Regions from separate parts of the Zea mays genome. Here regions 1 and 2 are each linked to region 3. The links are chromatin contacts, called in public Hi-C maps. All regions are on one chromosome and are shown on one strand. Each heading gives the region's core, a stretch centred on a gene start, on an enhancer-like site or on the middle of the called end of the contact. The rest is flanking DNA. Distances are from core to core; before and after follow the strand shown.

The links. A called contact is a pair of places that touch in the nucleus more often than the background predicts.
Region 1: a contact with region 3 is called in a Hi-C map of leaf, with 7 times the contacts expected there. The contact joins the promoter of LOC100216636 here to the promoter of LOC100275474 in region 3. A contact is called at or near these places in 10 of 25 Hi-C or Micro-C datasets (bundle sheath, ear, endosperm and 3 more).
Region 2: a Hi-C map of ear shows a contact between it and region 3, with 3 times the contacts expected there. The contact joins the promoter of LOC100101536 here to the promoter of LOC100275474 in region 3. A contact is called at or near these places in 3 of 25 Hi-C or Micro-C datasets (ear, leaf and tassel).

Annotation. Positions count from the first base shown.
Region 1 is chr4:182,088,944-182,091,933 of Zm-B73-REFERENCE-NAM-5.0, forward strand. LOC100216636 reads left to right here and starts at 1,373. Exons shown (of 20, transcript NM_001360066.1): 1 at 1,373-1,505; 2 at 2,339-2,650. The coding sequence starts at 2,348.
Region 2 is chr4:182,166,620-182,169,565 of Zm-B73-REFERENCE-NAM-5.0, forward strand. It overlaps LOC100101536 (growth-regulating factor 3-like), which reads left to right and starts at 1,573. Exons shown (of 3, transcript NM_001112552.2): 1 at 1,573-1,992; 2 at 2,105-2,946. The coding sequence starts at 1,773.
Region 3 is chr4:182,319,600-182,322,634 of Zm-B73-REFERENCE-NAM-5.0, forward strand. LOC100275474 reads left to right here and starts at 1,772. Exons shown (of 1, transcript NM_001149539.2): 1 at 1,772-3,035. The coding sequence starts at 2,337.

The sequences.
Region 1 (2,990 bases), core at 123-2,622, 230 kb before region 3:
GTCCTCCCTCCCAAGGAAACAGATGTGCCGTTACTTCCTGTGGTCGCATGCATGTGCTCGCAGCACGCGTGCCGTGTGGAGGCGCAGGATTCGCGCAGGAGTACAACGGGTCATCCAACTGTCAGAGTAACGGATCCGACATGTCCCTGGATGGATCCAGCTTCTGGACCGTAGGGTAACGGCTCTGGACAGACTGGATTGTGTACTGTACTTGTGGCGTAGTAGTAGCAATAGTAAAGGACTTGTGGCGAGAGATCTGGCTGGCCTCCTCGTATCCAGAATAAACGGCAGCACTAATTAGGTCAAAACGCAGAAGCTCGATTTGACGTATCCATGGATGGATCCTTGATTACAGGCCAATCCATCGTTCTAGTGAAAAAAGTGACAGCAACGATCGCTTTGATTTCTGCCTACTCCATTCCATTGGCCGATCGGGTCCTCACTTGGATTTTAGTGTATGATGGATCACTATAAAAATTCCTCGATGGACTGCACAAAATATCACAGAAATAACTTTCTATGCACATAGGAACACGAATAATCTCTCGACCATAAGCATGCATATACTGGGCATCTTTCCAGAACGCAAACCACCGCTAGTGTCCTAATGACATGCTCGGTAGGAGCCAAGCAGAAAACGACTGGAAAACCAATGCCGTATTATCTTAATCAAGCAGTGAGCAAAAGACAAAAAAAATCGATTGCTGGGTATCAGAGTGAACAAAAGACAACAAAGTTGTTTGCTGGAACAAGGCTAGTTGAACACTGCCTAATACCTATACGTACGTCACTGAGAGCCTGAGAGGTGAGGGCTCTTCCTGCGTATTTCTATGCCTGACTGACAAGCTAATAAAAAAGCCTAAACAATCAGTAAACTATTCGGATCAAAATTCAATAAGCTAGGAACAAAAATCCCAGCAAATTTACATTAAAAAAAACATGTCTGGTGCCTGCCTGGCAGCCGCCGTGTACAGCGTAGCCAGAGAAAAACGTAGAAGGGGACGCTGCTGGCTCCACTCACAGCTGGCCACGCGTCGCAAGGCGCGGCGCGGAGAGCACCCGCCCACACAGGAGGCCACAGAGTCCGGGTCAACTCAACTAGAACCCTGCTTCCTCATCGCTGGGCCCCGCGATACTGGACCGGCCGAGCCGAGCCCACGCGCAGTGGCAGCAGATCGAGCCCCAGTTCCAGCAGAGTCCCACTCCGCCACGGGAAAAACTCGCTTTCGAAATCTCTCCTCTCCTGTCCAAACCCAACGAAATCTGCGCGATTCATAACGAATCGCCATAGTTAATCGAAGCATTAAACTGGGGAAAAACAGAGGGAGAAGAGAAGATAGGGGAGAGAGGGAGAGGGAGAGGGAGAGGGAGGGAGGAGGCCATCGCATCCGCCGGCTGGTCCTGATCCCGGTCCCGGGTCGTATTTGGGCGCCGCCGCACGCAGCAGGAGGAAGACATCAGCGCGGGGCGAAGCGTCGAGCCCATCTCCGCCGCGGGAACCACTGGTGAGCGATTTGTTCTTGGTGGTTTTGCCGATTTTCTTCTTCTTCTGCTGGCCTAGATTCGATTCCTGCTTACCCGGCCGCCGCTGGTAATTTTTTTGAGGCATCTGGTGGGTTGGAGTGCGCGGATTTCCCTCACCCGCGTGAACACTGGATTGATGGATTTTGGAGTAGTCAACTAGCAATTCTGACACAGTATTTCGACATCCATGTGTGTGGACTTCGTTATAACTTTTTTCCCCTTTGGGAGCGGCGTGCGAAACTGTGAATAGGCATCTCCAGACTCCAGTTCTCCACAAGAGCTGGTCCCTGTCACTCCGCGACGGGAAATCTGATATTAGTGTAGAATTATGTGCTTTCGTTTGATTTGCTGTCGCTTTTAAGATTCCGCCATCGCTCTTGTGTGATTCTCTCAGAAAAGTGGGATGTGTGCTCAGTGGGGGGTCCTTTTAGTTTAGCAAAGTACATGCAGTTGGTTGTTAGGTGGCTTTATGGCTGCATATTAGATTGAGACACTAGTTTGTTTCATGCTGTTCGTTACCCGTTTTAGCTGCCATGTTTTGGTGTTTTTTTAGTAGAAGTGAACATCTAAGGTTCTGTGGATGGCAGGAGTTTTATATGATTGGAATTAGGTGACCCAAAGCGGACATTGATAGAATGGCTTACAATTTGCTTGTTGGATAGATGCTATAACTGGAACATGAACGTGACCTTGGAAGTTTTTCGTGCTACTACTTCATGTTTCCTATTGTTGTGTGACTAACAAATAATGACTACCATCTGCTCTCTCGATCACACCACTGAAATAGCAATCTCCGTGCTTGCATGATTACCAGGCATTTAGGATGGTGGACAAGAATGATGGGTCAGAGGGTATTAAATTCAACACATCAAACCTCATTCAAACAACCGAAGAGGTTGCAAGAGCGTTTATCGCTGCGGCCTCGGCTGCCACTGCACAGTCTGCACGGACATCTGTAGTGTATTCATCCAAAGATGAGAGTGGCAGCCCAATGCAGAAGCTTCAGCAGCATTTTTCGAAAATCATGAAAGGGTTTTCGTCCGCACCAGACCTGTCAGGAACTTACAATCCGGAAGTCCTTACAACGCAAAAGCGGCAGTGGTCGAGGTACCAGATGAAGTCATTGGTGTGTATCTCACTCTACCTATGTAGCATTCATTGTCTGTTTGTTGTTTTACACAAGCAAAATAACTAAATTTACTAGTCAGAGCTGTAAGCTGGGATTGATTGATGGGAAGCCCTTGTTGGAAACAAAATAACTTTGTTTCTCTCTTACAACCACACAACTAGCTAGTAAGTTAGTAACACAAGTTTGCACTGTACTAATCTTATAGCTTCCTACAACAAGCTTACACACCTCACTTGATCTTCACTACCAAGCTATGGTATATATATACACACAGGCTTACTAGACACTATACACTAGCTTGATGTTCACAACCAAGCTCTCTCTTTTCTATATCCCA
Region 2 (2,946 bases), core at 323-2,822, 150 kb before region 3:
ACATGCTCTAAATTTACCGAATGTTTTAGCGTGCGTTGCTGGACCCATAGAGGAGGTAGTTGTCCGCTAAATTTAACGTACAGGACCATTTACCGGTCGTTGTTGGACACAGCCTTAGAGGTAACGGTTGTGGATAGCCTAAGAGAATCAGTGTTAAACATGCAGGTGTAAATATCTGCAATCAAACACGCTGAATAGAGATAATGCGAACGCGGCCTAAATACGTTTATCTCGTCCAAACGCGGCCTAAATATAAGGTAAAAAAACACGCTCCGACCTCCGAGAGTGCAGTATTGGTGATGACTGACTGGTGAGTCATGGAGAGCGGGTTGGGGGTTGGTGGCTGCAGGTATCTGCCTATCTGCGTGCGGGTGTCAGAAGTCTGGCTGTATCGGTGTCTGTCTCCACTCCGACTTCCCGCTCCCTCGCTTCGCTGCCACGCCTACCTGCAGCCTGCAGAGTCGCAGTCAATATAGAAATAATGCGAACTGGCACAGTAGGCCCGCCGCGCCTCTCCTCTTCCTGCTGCACCTGGTGGCACTGGCACAGTGGCAGCGCCCGTCCACGGTCCACGTCCACCCGCGGCGAGCGTCTGACACCAGCCAGCGTTGCCGCTCTCCCCTTTTCACTGCACCTGCCGTTTTCACACGGGCGGCTACCAGAGAACTGTTACTTGTGTTGTAAAAAGTAGCGAAGAGCTGTAAACACACATACTTATAAGCAACCGTGAACGAGTGTAGATCAGCTGCTTCACATTTCCTCACAATCACACGCGACGCGGCAGGCGTACGCCGTCGCCGCGTCTCCGTCCGTACCCGCCGCTGGTCTCGTGGACCGTGCGGTGGGCGGGTGCGACGCGACTGTGAGAGCAGCGGGGGCCCGGTCGGCTCTCGTCGCGCGGCTGCAGCCAGCACTGCATGCAGGCACAGCAGCAGCCGCGGACACGGCAGATTCTGCAGCGCGCACCCTGCATGCTGTCACGGCTGTGAATGGCCTGCGCAGCGCTGGCAGCCTGTGCCGCCGGAGAACTGTCCCAGACACTGACCGGTACATGTGGAGAATCACGTCCAAGGCACTGACCGGTCGCGCTGCCGCGCGTGCCCTCCTTGCTTCGCTCACCTCACACACGTCGTACGCCCCACCCGCATGCTGCACGGCACGTCCCGTCTGCTCCTGCCAGGCTCCCATGATGACACCGAGCGAGCGGTACGGAACACAGCCTACTACAGTGTCTGACGCCTGACGGACGGGTTAGCGTAAGCAGCCAGATTCGCGTCCCGGAGCTCTCGCCTTTGTTGACGAGGTGAGGGGGGACTGGGCACGGCTGCTGCTCGGTCGTGCTGCCCGTTACAGTAGTTGGAGGAACGCAGCAGGGCCGTTGGGTCGGAGCACCGGTGCCCGTCGTTCGTGTGGTCGATCCAATGGCCCAAATCTCTTCCGCGGCCCAACAAACCCACACACGCAGGCGCCTGCGAGGCTTGCTCGTGCGACCCACAGCAGCCTGCTGCCGGGCGCCGCCCACTACAAATAAAACCCCTTCCCCATGGACGTCGCCCAAGAGACTCACTGCTACTCGCGCTCTTGCCACCGTCTACTCTCCAACCCTTCTGCCATCCCTCGGCACCAGCTCGCTGACGCTACCGCCACCCCTACCGCCAGGCCGCATAGCCGTGCTCCGCTCACCTTCTCTCGCGCTACAGTCTCAAGGGTAGCTAGCCAAGCTACCAAGCTCGTCAGGAGCGAGAGAAAGAGGCCGCCGGCGGTGCGCGGGGATGATGATGATGAGCAGCGGCCGGGCGGGCGGCGGGGCCACCGCGGGGCGGTACCCGTTCACGGCGTCGCAGTGGCAGGAGCTGGAGCACCAGGCGCTCATCTACAAGTGCCTGGCGTCCGGCAAGCCCATCCCTTCCTACCTCATGCCGCCGCTCCGCCGCATCCTCGACTCCGCCCTCGCCACGTCGCCGTCCCTCGCCTACCCGCCGCAACCCTCACGTACGCCTCTACCATTTTTTTTAATATGTTTCCGTTCACGTCTCCCGTTGCCGGCTTTTGTTTAGCTGAGCGCGCGCCTGAGCCCTGAGGTGGCGGTTTCTTTCGCATGCAGTGGGCTGGGGCTGCTTCGGGATGGGCTTCACCCGGAAGGCCGACGAGGACCCGGAGCCCGGGCGGTGCCGGCGCACGGACGGCAAGAAGTGGCGCTGCTCCAAGGAGGCGTACCCGGACTCCAAGTACTGCGAGAAGCACATGCACCGGGGCAAGAACCGTTCAAGAAAGCCTGTGGAAATGTCCTTGGCCACGCCGGCCCCGGCGCCGGCCCCCGCCGCCGCCACAACCGCCACCGCCACCTCATCCCCGGCGCCGTCCTACCACCGCCCGGCCCACGACGCCACGCCGTCTCCGTACCACGCGCTGTATGGAGGCGGCGGCGGCGGCGGCGGTAGCCCTTACTCGGCGTCGGCACGCCCAGGAGCAACCGGAGGCGGCGGCGCGTACCACCACGCGCAGCATGTGAGCCCCTTCCACCTCCACCTCGAGACCACCCACCCGCACCCGCCGCCGCCCTACAACTACTCCGCCGACCAGAGGGACTACGCGTACGGGCACGCGGCCGCCAAGGAGGTCGGCGAGCACGCCTTCTTCTCGGACGGCGCGGGCGAGCGGGTCGACCGGCAGGCCGCGGCGGGGCAGTGGCAGTTCAGGCAGCTCGGGGTGGAGACGAAGCCGGGCCCCACGCCGCTGTTCCCCGTCGCCGGGTACGGGCACGGCGCGGCGTCGCCGTACGGCGTGGAGATGGGCAAGGACGACGACGAGCAGGAGGAGAGGCGCCGCCAGCACTGCTTCGTTCTTGGAGCCGACCTGCGGCTGGAGCGGCCGTCGTCGGGCCATGGCCATGGCCATGACCATGACGACGCCGCCGCCGCGCAGAAGCCGCTCCGGCCCTTCTTC
Region 3 (3,035 bases), core at 522-3,021:
AAAAACGCGTCTCCACGAATCCTTTTTTCTAGTAGTAGCCTCGGTCGTCGTTGCATTGCTACCGATACTAGCATGCATGCCATGACATGCCATGTCTTCCTCTGGGAATCAAGTATGACCATTACGGAGCCGATGCAGCCACAGCAACTCTTGCGCACGACTACACGAGTAAGTAACACTAACACCACCCCACCCACACACGAGAGCAAAAGGGTCGGTCGGGCGGTAGGTTTTCAGTTTGCCTGCCCACGCGCCCCACGGTGAGCGGCACCGGACTACTGAAGAATAATTGCACCCGGGACGACATGGTGGATGGATGGATGGATGGATTCGTCGTGATAGCAAGTAGCAACCGTACCTCTCCGTCAATCCTTTCCTGCCCAGCCTGACTGACAGGCATATCTACCGGCTCCGGCTACCCCCCTATCACACTGGTCGCTGTTCAGTACTGCCGCTGCTAGCGATCGTGTGGTGGCGAGGGCGTCTCGCGCCGTAGAGCCTGCGTGGCGCGCGCCCGTGACTGTTTTTTAGCCTTCGAATAATGCTAAATAAATAAAAAAAATACTCGGTTGTTTTGGAGATAGACGACAGGAGCCTCCGTCCCGGTCGAGAATATTTGGCCGTCGCCTGCAAGATCTCGGGCGTGGGGCTGCAGGGCAAAGGGGGGAAGGGGGAGGTGAGATCGAGTGGCAGCGCGGCCCGCGACAGCGGCGCGCACCGGAGTGCTGCCGCCAGCAGGGGGAGCGCGTCGCCGTCGCCGTGGACGCACGCGCTCTACTGTACACACGGCTGCCTGGCGTTGGAGGGCGTGCACGTACAGCCGAGCCGTAGCAGGCATATGCTAATGCTACCGCTCGAAGAAGAAGGGAAGGTGTTGCCGCTTTCGTCTGTCGCGTCGCGTCGCATCGCATCGCAGCGCGGTTGTGCTCTCTTCGTCGCCACGCCTTTTCGGCCCGTCTCCATGCTGCTCTACTTTTGCTGACAAGCATGCGGCTCAGGCATATATCCCGTCCGTCCGTGCATGCACGAAGGAGCCTTTTTTAACCGCACAACAACGAACTCGTGTCAGGCCGCGCAGGGTTACCCTGCCGGGTGAGACGGTTTGTAAATGGACCGGCCGCCCCAGGCGGCGACGATCGATCCATGCATGATCCATCCGTCTGCCCGCCTGTAAAAAGCCTAGCTGCACCAGCAACGTAAGAGATAGACGCAGAAGATTTTATTCCACTGTCGCCATGACGATGTACACCGGTAGATGCTGGCCATGCATGTACTTCACCCAGACGGCCGGACGACCGCGCGCGCGTACGTACCCTGCAGGCTCAAATGTCTGCAGTGCAGACACTGCACTTGGATTGGATCACGGCTAGCTTTTACGCGCCATTGGACTTGAAAATGCTCGCCGATACATGCAGTCCCGTCCAAGCATTAAAGCCCGCGGCAAAAATTTGAAGAGAGGAACTTGTGGTCGATCACCAGCTCTACCAAGAAGAAGGGTGAGAAAAGGTAGTAGAAGACGTTCGCGGTTTTCCCACCCAGTAGATCAGAGGTACGTACGTGGCAATTTGCAACTGTTCACATGCTCCAACAACTTGGCATGCAGTAGTCATGTAGCATGCATGAGCAGCGGCGGGACAGTACGCAACAGCACACAAGGGCAGGCAGGGGCAAGCACGTCGCCGTCCCCAGGAGGACCACCGGCCTGTGGTCAGTGGCCTCCGCGCCTCTCAATATGTTCCAAAGAAGCCAACCTCCCATAAAGAAACCCTCGAGCCAATCCAGAGGACGTACTGAGGAGAGCGATGGATAGATGGCGGAGACTGAGCTAGCTTGCATGCCATTTTTAACAACAAAAAATTGCTTAACACATTTTCTAGCTAGCAGAGGATGAGAGGAGACTATTAATAGCTATAGCTATATAGCTAGCACACGCACCGGCAGAGCGAGAGCAGGCCAGCCAGGGCACAACCACAGCAGCTGCAACAACTGCCATGCATCTGTACTTGGTGGCGAGAGGCAGGGAGCTTTAGGCGAGCCTAGAGTCGTCGTCGTCTCCTCTCCCGATCGGCTGGCTCCTACTTGCATGGTCCCCGGCCCGCGTCTCTTTGCTCTCCGATCCGACCTCAGTCACGGCGCCCATCCCGGCCGCCCCCTTAAAACCGCACCAACTCGTAGCCAAATTCTCGAGCTCACACCCACATATATACACACAGAAATATATACTACCAAGCTTGCCGCTTGTCGCCTCACAACCTACGACGAGCGGCTACCTTAATTAGCTAAGCTAGAATTCTTGGGGGGCGCACGCGGCAGCGTCTAGCTCGGAGCCGGCGGCCATGGCGAAGCCGCAGGAGGTGCGCAGCGTCGACTCCTTCTCGCAGCTGCCGTTCATCCGGCCGGCCCCGCCCCCGGCTCCGGCGCAGCCGAGGGACGCCACCATCCGGCTCTTCGGCTGCGACTTCTCCAACGACGACCAGCAGCAGCGGCAGGCCAAGCAGCAGCAGCAGCACCGCCAGGACGCCGGCGCGGCCGCCGACTCCCCCGACGCCGCCAACGGCAGCTCGATCACGTCCGAGAGCAACAACGGAGCCAACAAGAGCGGCGGCGCCGACAGGAAGTTCGAGTGCCACTACTGCTGCCGCAACTTCCCGACGTCGCAGGCGCTGGGCGGGCACCAGAACGCGCACAAGCGCGAGCGGCAGCACGCCAAGCGGGCCCACCTCCAGGCCTCCCTCGCCATGCACCGCTACGTGCCCGGCCACATGTACGGCCTCTTCAACTACCACCAGCAGCAGCAGCACCACCTCGGCGGCGGCGGCGGCGGCCGCTTCGACTACCCCGCGCCGCTGCAGTTGCCGCCCCCGCCGCCGGCGCGCTACCCGATGTGGACGAGCGCCGGCCCCGCGGGGCCCTACGGCGGAGGCCCAGGCTCCATGTCGCAGCCAATCAACGGTAGCCCGGTGCCGCCGGGGCTCTGGAGGGTGCCGCCCCCCGCTGCGACGACGACCACCACTACCGCCATGGAGAATTTCGGC